2 separate regions of the Ovis canadensis genome follow, and region 2 is linked to region 1. The links are chromatin contacts, called in public Hi-C maps. All regions are on one chromosome and are shown on one strand. The core of a region is the stretch at or near the end of the contact, and the rest is flanking DNA. Distances in the headings are between cores, read along the strand shown. Region 1 holds the start of GGCX (gamma-glutamyl carboxylase). Region 2 overlaps RNF181 (ring finger protein 181).

Region 1 (3,310 bases), core at 78-2,577:
GTGAAAAAGTTGGCCTAAAGCTCAACATTCAGAAAATGAAGATATGGCATCCGGTCCCAGCACTTCATGGGAAATAGATGGGGAAACAGTGGAAACAGTGTCAGACTTTATTTTTGGGGGCTCCAAAATCACTGCAGATGGTGACTGCAGCCCTGAAATTAAAAGACGCTTACTCCTTGGAAGAAAAGTTATGGTCAACCTAGATAGCATATTCAAAAGCAGAGACATTACTTTGCCAACAAAGGTCCGTCTAGTCAAGGCTGTGGTTTTTCCAGTGGTCATGTATGGATGTGAGAGTTGGACTGTGAAGAAAGCTGAGCGCCGAAGAACTGATGCTTTTGAGCTGTGGCGTTGGAGAAGCCTCTTGGACTGCAAGGAGATCCAACCAGTCCATTCTGAAGGAGATCAGACCTGGGATTTCTGCAAGGAGATCCAACCAGTCCATTCTGAAGGAGATCAGCCCTGGGATTTCTTTGGAGAGAATGATGCTAAAGCTGAAACTCCAGTACTTTGGCCACCTCATGCAAAGAGTTGACTCATTGGAAAAGACTCTGATGCTGGGAGGGATTGTGGGCAGGAGGAGAAGGGGACGACAGAGGATGAGATGGCTGGATGGCATCACTGACTCGATGGACGCGAGTCTGAGTGAACTCTGGGAGTTGGTGATGGACAGGGAGGCCTGGCGTGCTGCGATTCATGGGGTCGCAAAGAGTCGGACACGACTGAGCGACTGAACTGAACTGAACTGAACTGAATTGAGACTAAAAAATGTGAGAACCCCTGCACTAAGATGCCTTCCTCTCATCCTGCTTGTCAATTCCAGGGCAGAGAAACAATGTTACAAAGCTGTTCAAGACTCACCTTCCCCATCAAACACACTCTGCTTACTGCCCCTACTCTGCATTCCTTCTGCAGTCAGGTCGTTCCGGTTTTCCTGCTGCTTTCAAATCTGTGGTTCCAGGCCGGGTCAGCCCTCCCAGGTGCATCCTCAACCGGGCGGGAAACGCTCTGGGAAGAGTTGACTTTTGCGCCCGCACCGTTCACACATCTGCAGCGACCTAACAGGGGCGGGAAGGGAGCCAGGGAGGTCGTGGGCGCCGAGACTCTTCTTTAGGTTGATAGAGCGGAGAGGGCTCGGGAGGCCTCAGGGACGAGACTAGGTACTTGACAAAAAAGAGACAGGTCCACGCACACCTTCACTCATCGGTCACCAGCGAAGGCGGGCTCTGACCCCGCCCCCTCGCCCCTCGTTGCCCCGCCCCCAGACCCCTCGTTCCGCCCTCTACCGCCAAGCAGGGAGTCCGGCGCTGCTGACTAGGGCCCTTCACGACAGTCTTAGCGCTTTCCGGCTGGCCTCGCGCGTGCTGATGTGTCGGGGAGGCGGGGCTTAGGGGAGCCTCCCCTTGCGACGCCCCCAGGCTCGGAGGTTGTTGCTGTGGCATATCTACCTCCCCGAGGCCATGGCGGTCTCTGCTCGGCCCGCGCGGGCCCCGCGGGGCCCAGGTAGGCTCAGAGCCCCGCCTTGTGGCGGACAGAGAAGGGCGCGACTTTCGGAGGGGTTGGGGAGGGACGCCCTGCGGATCCTGGGGAAGGGAGCCTCGGGTGGGAAGGGTCTTGTAGAGAGAGATTGCAGTCTTCTGTTTCGCGGTGGGTTGATGACATTCAGGACGCTTTGCGATTAGGGGGCTGCAGTCTGAGAAAGGTTTTGGGGCATTGGGGGATCCTGGAGGAGGGGCTGCACTGCAGGGATGTTTCGAGCAGTCAGAGATCAGTGGGAAAACCCAGGTAGGCAGAAGCCCTAGACGGAGATTTCTCTGATTTGAGAAAGATTCTCTTTTAAAACATCTCCATTCCCATCTGTGCACGTGCAACTCTCTCCATTTATTGGTTGCAGACAAAGTAAAGAAAGACAAGGCTGCACAGACTTCAGGGCCCCGTCAGGGCAGCCAAATGGGGAAACTGTTGGGTTTTGAGTGGACAGATGTGTCCAGCTGGGAGAGGCTGGTGACCCTGCTGAATAGACCCACGGATCCTGCAAGCCTGGCAGTCTTCCGTTTTCTCTTCGGTAAGTCCAGTGTCTGGGAGGTGCCAGCGTGGTTGGGGGTGAAAGAATGACAATGGTCCCTTGTCCATTTCTTGGCTACTTACTTGCTTAGTGGACTAACCTTCCTTTTTCTAAAAGCTGAAGTGACTAATATCCTGGAAGAACTCTTTGTAACCCAGTTTTGACTCCTCTGATTAGGGCTTGGAGATCAGAAGTGCTTTGATCCGAGGCTACAGGAAATACAGAGACAGAGGAACAGGAACCCATTTTATTTGTGGAATGAAGTTTTCCAGTAACTACGCTAAGGACTAGACTTCAGAGAAATGGCAGGTGTGACAAAGCAGCCATTTAGGCTGTGACTGCCTAATCCAGACCTTTCTAACTTATAGGCCACAGCATGTATGTTTGGCATGAGTTACAGACATGCCGAGATATTACTCTCCTTAACCCAGTGGTTCTCAACTGGAGACGATTTTGCTCTCCAGGGAACATTTGGCAATGTCTCTAGACATTTGTATTTGTCACAACTAGGTGTGGGGGGAGGGGAAGAAGTGGTTACTGGCATCTACGCAGAAATCAGGGTTGCTGCTGAATGACCTATGAACCACAGGGTAGACCTCCAGCAAATAATTAACCAGGCCAAACTGAATTGTCCTGGGATTGAGAAATCCTGCCTTAATTTGGAGCTGGCTTCCTGACCTGAGTAGCCCTTCTGTTTACCCCAGTGTGCTGGCCAGATACTGCTGTGCCAGGAAGTAAAAGAGGGTGAGGGCGCATCACCCCAGAGCACTTTGTGTAGCCGATAAGACAGACCTTTACAAACATGACCATCAAAACCTGAATAGCTTCAATAGCACTTTGTACTCTTCTTTCATTTAGTCTTCTCTGAGACCCTGCAAAATATTATGAGCCCCTTCTCACAAATGGGGAATGGACTCAGGGAGGTGCAGTGGCTGACATCCCACAACTGGCATAATGCCTAGCACAGAGTAGGCACTCAACCAATTCCCAGGTGGCGCAAGTGGTAAAGAACCTGTCTGTCAATGCAGGAGATGCGGGTTCGACCCCTGGGTCAGGAGATCCCCTGGAGGAGGAAATGGCAACCCACTCCAGTATTCTTGGCTGGAGAATCCCATGGACGGGGCCCCAGTCCATTGGATTAAAAAGAGTCAGACACGACTGAAGCGACTTAGCAAGCATGATTATTGTTGAATGAGTTCTTTCTGGATCTGGGTGTGCTCGACTGTATTCCAGTATGTTCCGTGG
Region 2 (3,020 bases), core at 402-2,901, 36 kb before region 1:
AGAGGAGGCTTGAGGACTAGGCCCAAGGCAGGGTGAGGGCTGGGAGAAAGGAAACAGTACCTTGCTCAGCCAGGGCAGAATGCAGTTGGAATGGAAGAGGTGATGGCAAGGCATCTCAATGGCGGTCTCCGCCTCCTCAAATTCCAAAAGACACACGGGGCACTTGAGCTCTTGAGGAGGGAGTGCTAATCAGGAGAGCTGCCACAGGCCCTACCTCCTAGCTCCCACTCCTGAAGGACACACTTGCCCCAGCCTGACCTGGAAAACTGAAGGGCCAGACTGTAATCTGGCTTCCAGAGTTGGTCAGCCTGGCAGACCTGCCCCAAAGAATCAATGGAAGGACTTAGTGTTCTCACCAGCCTGAGAGCCCCTGATGACTGTCCTGGGAAGGTTCTCAACTGCAGTCTTGGCAGCGGGTGGAGGCAGGTGGTGATCCCAATCCACTACTAACCCCAAGTCTTCAAAGTCCATCCTATTGAAAAGGGACCTGGGAAGAAGGATGCAAGGTCAGAACCAAAGAATCTTTGCCCCCATAATCCACTAAACATTAACAGACAAATACTCTGCCCGACTAGTCATACTAATAGCTACCCCTCAGTAGTGCTCTAGACAAAAAAGCACAGTGGGAAATGGCTTACAGCTGCTATCAGACAACCCCAGGCCATCAGACAACCCCAAGCATGCAGGTTATTTATTCCAGTTTTACACGAGAGAGAGAAATTATTCGGGTCACTCAGGAATGACCCAAAAAAGCCAAATTCCAAGTGGCAGTGTAGCTTCCGTGCTTGAAGTGCCTAACGGATATACCTACTCACAGTCACATGGCCCCTGCTCCCATGACCCGCCTACTTCAGTACCTCCTAAAGCCCACTGCCCTCCAGTTCGCACACCCCCTCTTCCACACTCCAGATCGCTTTTTCCAGAATTCCCTTGCTCTAGTCTGTCCAAGGACGACCGAAATTATCGACTTCCCCCCGAATCTCACTGCGGAATTAACTCTGCAGATTATTTATCCGTTTTACCCAGAAACTGCTGCCCCACATAATCCGCGTTCTCCAGCCAGCCTCAGCCCAGACACCTGCTGTGTGGGCCCTACCTCCCAGCCCCACACACCCACCTTGCAAGCTCCAGCAGCATGTTTGTTCGGGGATCCCGTTCACGATCCAACGGCTCGCAGTCGTGTTCATCGAAATAAGACGCCATGGCAGCCGGGCTGTCTGACACAGCCCTCAGACCCGGCCGTACCTCAGTCTCGCGGCGCTGGCCAATAAACTAGCGAGTTGAGGGAGGACAACCAATCAGAGTCCCCAAGAGGCGGGCACAGTGGCTCTTTCGCCACATAGGAAGAGGAAGTATTCATTTTGTCACCTCTCATTGGCTCGAATAAGTCAGGTGACCAAGGGCTAAAGCCAATGGCAGGGACCGAGGTGGGTCAGAAAACGGTCCTCTTGGACCCCTCGGTCTAGGGTAGGTTTCTGGGAGACGTGAGCGGATCGCATAATCTTGAGAAGCCAAGTGTTTGAGCTATAGGGGTCCTCCATCCGCTCTGCGGCTCAGAGGATCTCGGCAGGTCAGATCTTACAGGCCTCTCAGAAAGAGGGCGGCGCTGACTCAGGGGTCAGGGTTCTGCGAGCCTGGGGAAGCCTGGAGTCGGGGCTTCTCGCTGCTCTGCCGCATCCTCGCCGGGCGGTTCAGCACCCGCTGCGCTCTAGTCAGTTCAGGACTAGACACTTGACGCCGCCTCGACTCCCGCAAAACAAATAAAACTTTCCTATTCAGTTCTGCTGTGTTAGGCACAATAATAAAAGGTGGGGTAAACTCCCCCACCCGAATAGAGGCCTTACCAGCTCAGGGAACTATATGTCTGTGTGATCTTTTAGCCCATTGCTCAGCGTTTCCCCTAGCTTCTGTAAAATTAGTGGCTTGAATTTAATAAGTAGTTTGCATCTCTGGCACCCAGGAACCTCTTGGAGGAAGAAAGGAGAGGTTGCAGCTTTAGGGGGAAAACAACAACAAAAAACTCCACACAACTGTTGTTTAGTCTCAAAGATCAAATTTAACTGATCTAGGCCTCTGTGTGTGTGTGTGTGTGTGTGTGTGTGTGTGCTAAATGATTTGGCTGCTAGCTATCATTTATTTGGCAACTAGAATCATTCCATTTATGTTGTACACAGGGTATAAATATAAATACTCACAATTATCCAGGAGCTAGTATCATTATAGTCAAAGCTATGGTTTTTCTAGTAGTCGTGTATGGCTATGAGCTGCTGCTGCTGCTGCTAAGTCGCTTCAGTCGTGTCCGACTCTGTGTGACCCCACAGACAGCAGCCCACCAGGCTCCCCCGTCCCTGGGATTCTCCAGGCAAGAACACGAATGGGCTGCCATTGCCTTCTGTGATGGCTATGAGAGTTGGACCTTAAAGAAGGCTGAGTGCCAAAGAACTGATGCTTTTGAATTGTGGTGCTGGAGAAGACTCTTGAGAGTCCCTTGGACTGCAAGGAGATCAAACCAGTCAGTTCTAAAGGAAATCAACCCTGAATATTCACTGGAAGGACTGGTTGCTGAAGCTCCAATACTTTGGCCTCCTGATTCAAAGAGCTGACTCATTGGAAGAGACTGATGCTAGGAAAGATTGAAGGCAGGAGGAAGAGAAGAGGGTGGCAGAGGATGAGATGGTTAGATAGCATCACCAACTCAGTAAACATGTATTTGGGCAAACACTGGGAGACAGTGGAGGACTGTGGGGCCTGGCATGCTGCAGTCCATGGGGTTGCAAAGAGTTGGCTACAGCTTAGTGACTGAACAACAAGAAGTATCATTATTGCTTTTTACATATGTAAGAACCCAAGTCCAATTCCACAGGACCTCTAAGCAGTGTTGCAGACCTAAGCACAATACCCGGGGCTTCCCTCATCTTTCCCAGGAAAGGCTGATGGTGGTGAGCCTAGCGGAAGTAACGTGCTCCATGAGGGTACAGCTCCACACAACTGGAGGGTCTGTTCTTGTTTCTTTGTCAGTA

What was found. A called contact is a pair of places that touch in the nucleus more often than the background predicts.
Region 2: a Hi-C map of fibroblasts shows a contact between it and region 1, with 4 times the contacts expected there. The contact joins the enhancer-like site here to the promoter of GGCX in region 1. A contact is called at or near these places in 2 of 2 Hi-C or Micro-C datasets (fibroblasts and lung).

Annotation. Positions count from the first base shown.
Region 1 is chr3:57,501,194-57,504,503 of ARS-UI_OviCan_v2, reverse strand. It overlaps GGCX (gamma-glutamyl carboxylase), which reads left to right and starts at 1,327. Exons shown (of 15, transcript XM_069583108.1): 1 at 1,327-1,503; 2 at 1,895-2,065. The coding sequence starts at 1,461. LOC138436875 (a long non-coding RNA gene) reads right to left here and starts at 1,247. Exons shown (of 2, transcript XR_011255648.1): 1 at 862-1,247.
Region 2 is chr3:57,538,027-57,541,046 of ARS-UI_OviCan_v2, reverse strand. RNF181 (ring finger protein 181) reads right to left here. Exons shown (of 6, transcript XM_069583170.1): 2 at 1,118-1,272; 3 at 357-487; 4 at 61-170. Among named protein-coding and RNA genes, the nearest start is that of TMEM150A, 7.4 kb to the left of the region's middle. Within about 2 kb of position 1,651, the one cell type or tissue checked has open chromatin away from gene starts, as enhancers often do. A contact at or near this core is called in fibroblasts, where this site is marked.